2 separate regions of the Danio rerio genome follow, and region 1 is linked to region 2. The links are chromatin contacts, called in public Hi-C maps. All regions are on one chromosome and are shown on one strand. The core of a region is the stretch at or near the end of the contact, and the rest is flanking DNA. Distances in the headings are between cores, read along the strand shown. Region 1 overlaps tbc1d32 (TBC1 domain family, member 32). Region 2 holds the start of gja12.2 (gap junction protein alpha 12.2).

Region 1 (4,002 bases), core at 1,161-3,660, 63 kb after region 2:
TTGTTTGCACACTTAAAAGTTGACACTAAAAATATTACATTTATGTATTTATTCAAAACAAGAAGCAAAGAAATTAATCAAAGTGACAATAGCAGTCTTAGGCCCAATCCCAAATTTATTTTTGTACCCTTACCCCTTTCTATTTCCCCTTGGCCCTTGAAACAGTGTGAAGAGGAAGGGCTTCAAAATTAGCCCCTAAGAAATGGGACAGCACTACAGAACCTGCACACGTCATCATATGTAATCTTTTGTAATTAATTCATTAATTTAGATTGTCTGGGATGATCAAGTATTTTTCTTTGCACAGATTCACTATCTGTGTAAAATATAATACATTACACCAATATATAATTACAAAAGAGCAAAGATAAAAGTAAAGTAAACAGTGCTTTGGTTTTCTGGGGAGTCAAACAGTATTAAAAATACAGCAATTAAACAATTAAATGTCAAATAATAAGGTCATAATTTTATAAATAGTTTAAAACCTATAATACTTATTAATATTGTTATATTTTAATATTTAATAAATAATCTAATTCCTCATTATGACATACTCTGCAATATCGATTCTCAAACTATAAACTGTTCAGCCCTAGTGTGTGTGTGCGTGCATGTGCATTGTTTTGAGAGTTTGAAAGAAGTGTGTTTTCAGTTGCTTCTCAGAAGATATGATGACTTCAGCAGTTTTCTTGGAAGTTGACATCTAATTCCACCAGAAAGGGTAAAGGTTTTAGTGAGTGATGTTTTGCCTTGTTGTGTAGGAACAGTAAATTGTCACTGATTTAGTGACCTGAGCTGGCAGGAGGGAGCATACATTTGTAGTAGTGGTTTAAGTTAGAAAGGAGATTTTCTAGTGGTAGTCTTTAAAGACTTTGAATTGGATTTTGGCCATAATTAGTTGCTAGTGGAGTGAGATCAGACAGAGATTATTCATAGATATTTACATTAGATGTCGCCTACCCTGTTGTCTATTGGAAGGAAAACGTCAATAGAGCCGCCATTTTTGTACAGGGTAGCGCTCCTTTGAAAAGAATGTGGGACCAAGCTGCAGTGGAGGACTGGCCATCCAGAGCCAGAGATATATACACATATATATCTATGATCTGGAGTTTTCCCGGTAATCAGTATACAAATATTTTTTTAAATTACGAAAATTATAATTTTACATCACTCTTCTACATCGATGGATAATTGATTGCACGGGTATTGTTTGTGTGCATGGAAATGTATTATCCCCCTTCCTGTTAAATTTGATCTAATCCGTGTCCTGAAACACACCCCCTCTTCTTCTTTCACTTCTAATTCTAATGGAGGGAGTGATTTGTTTGGTAAAGAATCTCCATTATGAACGAGTCGTTCACTTAGCCAACAATAATATAAGTTTCTGGCTGCGTAGCATCTTGTTGTCATATTTCTTTTACGTTGTTTGCTGATTTTATTTAACAAAAGTAGTATAAGCCTAGTATTTAGTGCAAGTTGGTGCTACTTTGCCTTATGGTCAGTGCAGTAAGAGAATGCATTTTCATAAATAACGTTACTTGTTGAGTGCAAAACTTCGTAACATACACAAATGTAAAAGTAAAAATCTTGGCTATGAAATGTTCTGCCCTTATGCTTTGTTTTATTTGTTTGCTCATTACTACACCCATATACAGCACTAAAGTCCAGCATCTTCACATAGTCTTTGGTCTTGACTAGTGTGGTTGAATGACTTTTGTCCTGGGAGCACTGTACAAATGTGGTGGCACTTTTGAAGCATACTCAGAGTCCGTATGTAATATATAGTGTATATATCTATGGAGATTAATAAGGAGAAGAGGAGGTACTAGTACCATGATAATGTGAAGATTTATAAAAAATTTTCATGGCATTGCAATGCAGCTGCTACTGTGTTAAGGACTTTAATACTGTATGATGGTATGCAGTTAATGGGTGGTTGTATATCAAAAAGAGCTGCTCCCTAGATGAAGATGTAGTCAAATATGCAAACTTTTGGAGACAGTATGTCTGTTGTATACTGAATCGATGTAAAAAGCACAGGAGTCATTTCCAAACAAGGTTCTTTCTGATGAATTCAATGTAAACAATCATTGCAAAATCACCGTGGATAAATGTTTTGCCCCCACTTGATATTTACAATCACATGTTTTCCTATAGAAATTACCTGTACAGAATTGAAATGTCAGATAGAACCTTATAATTCTAAGGTGACAATAAGTCTTTTGCTTTCCAAAGAAGATATGAACTGCTTTAAGTCACTAAATAATAATATCATATAATAATATAAAATCACACAAGCCTATTACCTGCCCACATACACTAGAATTGACCATCCTACTCCGAGAAACATTGTTTGATCTACACAGTTTACAAAAGCTTGGCCAAAAAATAAATAAAAAAATCAATACGCTGAAATGAGTCAAGGTTCATTCTTTTGAATTATTGCCTAGTTACATAAGATAACAACTCTTAAGGTAACTGTTAAACTTGCTTTCCATTAGTAGGTTTAAATAGCTGAAATATATATATATATGTATTTTTTTTTTTTAAGTAGCAAAACAAAACCCACCCTGTAGGTGCAGCACATCTGTGATTTGATATAAATGACTCCTTTATAAATGTCTGGCTTTTGGGATGGCAAGGTTCAAGAGGTGAACAGGAGTGTAAAGTAATAAGAGTTCCTGGGTGTGGGCCTGTAGGATATGACAAAACCACGACTCTCCGAAGACTTAAGTGCTGTATAAACAAATCTCACACTCCTGTGTTTACATGGAATGGTCTGTTTTGCGAAACAGCATGCAATTTATGCCTTCTGTCACTCTGGGTGTGTTTTGAAGTCCTTCAGCTCAAGTATTTATTTCTACTTGCAGCATTACAGACTTCTAGAGTATGTATAAATTGCCCTCTTGTGTCAGGTTTAAGGCTTTGCGCTATATTAAAAAATAAATGTATTTAATCAGGATTGTTAGTTATGCATTTAATCTGTATACTTAAAAATCAGTATGTAGCAGTAGGCATTTTTAATTAAATAGTTACATGTTCTTTACTTTTATTGAGTCATTTTAGCTGTCACACACAGAAGGCTTATCGCCATAGCTGACTTGTTTCTCACTTCTAAATAGATTGCCAAAATCTAGTCTTATTATTGCAAATCTAATCTAACATCTTTTACCCTTTGTGTTGCATCACCGAATCTTTCAACAGCCCACAGTAAATACATCTGGCTATGCTCTGACTTTGATGAGCTGAGTGCTGTTAAGATTATCAGCGTCCAAGCATCTGACATTTATTATGCTTTGGATAGCCCACGCATCCTTGTGATCAGAGTCGCAGTCCATTAGCAGCATCTGAAAGCTAAGGCCGCTGACTTCACAGCCACTGGTTTTGGGTGAAGGCACGTTTCAAGGTAACTAGTTACAGATGGAAGCTACTAAAACATCAAGTCTAATGATCAAGAACAAATTCAATTGAGTTTTAGACATAACCAAGTAGGTAAGGCCTACTAATGAGCCATGAGTGGATATTAATGAGAGAAAAAAATGACATTTTATAAATTGATTGCTTTCAACACACACTTTGTATTCCTTACATCTTTTTACAAAGGGTGTTTCTGCATTTTCAAGCTAGAACAGGTCAAAGTGTTGTCAGTGTGTCACGTATTACATTGTACTAAATATTTAAAAGGATATACTTTTAACGCATAGTATAAAAATACAAAATAGGATGCTGTTGGATGATAGTGCATGTTTGTGTAAGATAATCTCTTGGTCTTTAACTGCAAATGAAGCACTGATGCTGCACTGATTCAACCTTCGTCACAGACAGTGCCTTTTAAAGGCTGCATTGAAAATCCTTGACAATCAGCTTTGCTCAGCTGCATTGAATCCCATCGTTTGAAACCATTAGATTGCAAAATCTGTCACCTCACCATCCAGCATTTCACTACCTTGTATGTTTCGAAAACTGATATGTGTCACTATACATACAGAATGTCTTTGGGAT
Region 2 (4,479 bases), core at 1,596-4,095:
TCTTGTCACGTGACTTGCGGTGCACTTGTGGCATTCATTCAACTGTGTGCATCTGGAAGGCACGAGCGTGTCATGCCACTTACGTGTGCAAGTCGGACCCCTCCATTGGAAATAACAAACATGCACAAACTCTAGAAAAGATGCGATATGCAAACGGCCCCTAAAAGACTGCCGCCATTTGCAATCTCCAGCAGTTGATCTTCATGCACAGACATGGTAGATTCACCTGATTTATTGACAATTAGTCAGTTGGCATTTCTGCCTCCTCATGTTCGCGTGGGTTTCCTCTGGGTGCTGCTGCTTCCCCCATAGTCCTAAGACATGCGATATAAGTGAATTGAATAAACTAAATTGGCCACGGTGTATGTGTGTCAATGGGTGTGTATGGATGTTTCCCAGTACTGGGCTGAAGCCGGAAGGGCATCTGCTGTGTAAAACATATATGCTATACATAATATACGGCTGGATAAGTTGGCAGTTCATTCCACTGTGGCGACCACTGATGAATAAAAGGACTAAGCTGAAGAAAAATAAATGAATGAATCTACTTTTGTAAAAATCGTAAACTATAGCTACTTCTTTAAAGTATGAAATAGACTACTTTAAATCACATCTAGCACGTAGACCGACATGGTTCAGTTGCTTCCCAAACACCAGGCTTGGATTTTAAACAGCAGACACTTCACTTCTCGTTTCTTCTAACACAAATCCCTATAACCCATTTACTGTTACCATGCATACTAAACATACACACATGTGCGCAAAATGTGACAATTGTTTTATTTTAATGGTTTGTGTCATAAAATCTATACGTAAAGGGGTAGTTCACCCAAAAATGAAAATGTATTTAATATTTAAGTGGTTATAAACCATTATGAGTTACTTTCTTCTTTTGAAAACAAAAGAACATATTTTGAAGAAAGCTGAAAACCTGTGACCATGCATAGTAGGAAAAACAAATACTGTGGAAGTCAATGGTTACAGGTTTTTAGCATTCTTCAAAATATCTTCTTTTGTGTTCAACAGATTAAAGAAATTCAAACACGTTTAAAATAAGTGAAGGATGGGTAAATGATGACAGAATGCCAGTTTTTGGGTGAACTATACCTTTAGGTCAAATGCTTATTTGGGGTGCCCACATTGTATCATTTGGTACGTGTGAGAACAACTATATTTTGTTAACTTTATAAAAATCCAAGAAAAAAAATCATGTTATCCAATTTTCTACCTTAATTATGGTGGAAAGTGTAGGAAATGGCCGTGGTGTAAGGGTATAAGTTAACAGACGTGCATGTTAACATAATAATAATAATAATAATAATAGGAGGTCACGGTGGCGTAATGGGTAGCACGATCGCCTCACAGCAAAAAGGTCACTGTTTCAAGCCCCGACTGGGTCAGTTGGCATTTCTGTGTGGAGTTTGCATGTTCTCCCCACGTGGGTTTCCTCTGAGTGCTCCGGTTTCCCCCAAAGTCCAAATACATGCGCTGTAGCTACAGTAATTGTACATAGTGTATGAGTGTGAATTAGAGTGTATGGGTGTTTCCCAGTGATAGGTTGCAGCTGGAAGGGTGAAGGTAAATTTAGTTAACTTGTTAATGAAGGTTCTGCGGTGGAACCACACCACTTTTTGTCTCCATAACCATTCACCTACTCGATAAAACTTATTTAAGGCAGACCAGCCCTTTAGCACTGTTCTTCTCCTTCTTTCGAACCCACCCTCCCTCCCTCTATTTTTTCATTTTCGATTCACAACAACACTCTTTTAACTCCTAGGTTGAATCAGGGGGTCCAATCACTCTACCAAAATATTACAGAGACGGTACCCCCACTCTGAGTCTCTGGGCATCATCGTAGGACACCCGATCAACCTGTTCACTGTTCATCCTCTTTCTTCCCTTCCCCTTCATCCCACTGTTCTCTTACAATCCCCTTCCTCCCTACAAGAAAGTCTAGCTCAAAGTGTAGTGTGGTTCATGCTATCGTGAAAAGATTGAAGAAAACAGTAAAACATTACAAAAATATATAAACAATAAAAATGCAAGGAATAAGTTGACAAGATGATCATTATAGATTTAAAGTAATGCTAAACAAATGAGTCTTAAGAAGTTTCTTAAAACAGTCCAGAGAAGGGGCATTTCTGATGCTTATGGGTAATGCAGTCTATATACTGTAGGCACAGAGTATGAGAAAGCCCCATGCTCTTAAGTTTGATACAGAGTCTCAATGTGAACATGCATATTTACATATTTGTTGGAGGAAGTTGTATTTTTATTTATCATTTTGACCACATGCTTTGTTCATATATAATCAGACATATATATTGTATAGATAAATATTACACAAATGTTATATTGAAATATTATTGTATTAATCTGTACAAATGATTATAATAATAACAGTAATCCAGCATAAAATAAACAAACATGTTTGAAATTCAGTCTATCAGATCTTTCCTGTTTAGCATTGTGTTTGCGTGACTTCAAAAAGTGCTGTCTATGGAAACCATTGTTTCATCACTTTTCTTGTGACCATGTGGGTGGTGACTTTTAACTCTTTTTTTTTTTTTTTTTTTTTGTGGTTTCATTGCAACATCTTGGGTCAATGCTGGACAATGTAAATTCTGGAGTGATGTAAATCTGTGTGTGTGTGTGTGTGTGTGTGTGTGTGTGTGTGTGTGTGTGTGTGTGTGTGTGTGTGTGTGTGTGTGTGTGTGTGTGTGTGTGTGTGTGTGTGTGTGTTTGTGTGTTTGTGTGTGAGTACGTGCTAAATGACTAAAAGTCTTCCAAAGTGTTCTTTTTTTTTTTTTGTGGGTGGACACTAAATGAAAGCTACACTTATAAAAATTACAAAACCTGTTGGACATCAGATCATGAAGAGTGAAGATCTTTTCACTTGCACCCTATTAAAGACAAAGTTTTGCAGTTTTTACTATTTGTCATCATAAGGTAAGGTTTTTTTTTCAGTTTTTCAATAAACGTAAACAAAACACAGTAATAATGCTTATTTGTATGTCTTTTTATTTAAAGAATGGATATTACAGTTTTTCTCAGTCGCTTTGATGCATTTCTCACAACACTATTTACATTTGCATAACAGCTCATGCATTTCTCAAAACAATTAGTCATTTGTGCACATCCTAGTAGCAGTTTCTCATTCCTTCCAACACACTGCAGATGCTTTTGGACAAGCATCAATTGCTTTCATACAACTCTCTGCTGTTTATAACATTATCATCTGCTTATGTCATGTCAGTTAAAATTAACTAAACCTGTAAATGCTGAATAGTCATTTCATATAAAACTAATAGTCCTCATTTCATTACTTGAGTCATTACATAAAACAATGTTGAACTAGTTGTCAAAATCTTTCCAGCATATTTTATAAAAAAATGTAAATATTTATTTTCCTGAAAATGTCTTAAAAATTGAACAGTTTCATGAATGATTTACAGACCTATGTATATTGTAGGTTCAGTTCCAATATGTTCTGCAATATTGTTTACAGTTGTGCACAGCTCAACCCAAAGGAAGTTTATGTTTGTTGTAAATAAGGGTGTGTTAATTCTTTTGCACAACGCTGTGAATAACTTAGAATTGCAAAGAGCAAATGCAGTAAAAATGGGAAACATACAGATTCAGTGTCTTGTACTCAAATACCTCACTAAATGCAGTGATGTCTAACTTTACTGTAGTTTTCAAATGGCTGTGCTAATAATATATAGTGCTGTCTTGGGCATTTTCAGGAAGTGTCACCAAAATCTGACTTTTTTGCATTGGATATATTGTACAGAGTAATTGTCATAATGAAAACATGACCAAGCCATTTGACTATCTTGTTCATAAACAATAGTGTCAGGACTTTTCATTTTGATAATACTTACAATTTGATTGACATGAATACTTGCTTTTGAGGAATGAACTATCCATTTTGAGCATGTGACATGCTTTTGCAGGTTATCAGCTAGGTTTTGCAGTTTGAACTAATTGTTTTGAGAAATGCATTAACTGTTGTGCAGAAATGCACTGGTGTTGTGAGAAACGAACCAAAGCGACTGAGAAAAACAGTAAATATTTGTTCATACATAGCTTTATTTATGATTAAAAATAAATGAAAAATACATTTCATGTGTAATATTTACTATATAGTTTACATATAAATATATGCTTATAAATATCTATATTTTATTATAGTTTATAGATGTATTTCTAAATATGTATTTATGCATTTTAACGACACATATAATAGATGGATGGATGGATGGATGGATGGATGGATGGATGGATGGATGGATGGATGGATGGATGGATGGATGGATGGATGGATGGATGGATGGATGGATGGATGGATGGATGGATGGATGGATGGATGGATGGATAGATAGATAGAGAGAGAGAGCGAGGGAGCCAACACTCTGAAACTGTGCTGCAGCTCAGTGGCCCAGACCATTCAGACCAACAACCCCCAAACACACCTCC

The links. A called contact is a pair of places that touch in the nucleus more often than the background predicts.
Region 1: a contact with region 2 is called in a Hi-C map of an unstated tissue, with 1.8 times the contacts expected there. The contact joins the enhancer-like site here to the promoter of gja12.2 in region 2. A contact is called at or near these places in 2 of 18 Hi-C or Micro-C datasets (skeletal muscle and an unstated tissue).

What each region holds. Positions count from the first base shown.
Region 1 is chr20:44,089,486-44,093,487 of GRCz12tu, forward strand. The region is part of intron 22 of tbc1d32 (TBC1 domain family, member 32); the gene reads left to right. Among named protein-coding and RNA genes, the nearest start is that of tbc1d32, 31 kb to the left of the region's middle. Within about 2 kb of position 2,411, at least 4 of the 62 cell types and tissues checked have an H3K27ac peak or open chromatin away from gene starts, as enhancers often do.
Region 2 is chr20:44,026,137-44,030,615 of GRCz12tu, forward strand. It overlaps gja12.2 (gap junction protein alpha 12.2), which reads left to right and starts at 2,846. Exons shown (of 2, transcript XM_005170194.6): 1 at 2,846-2,949.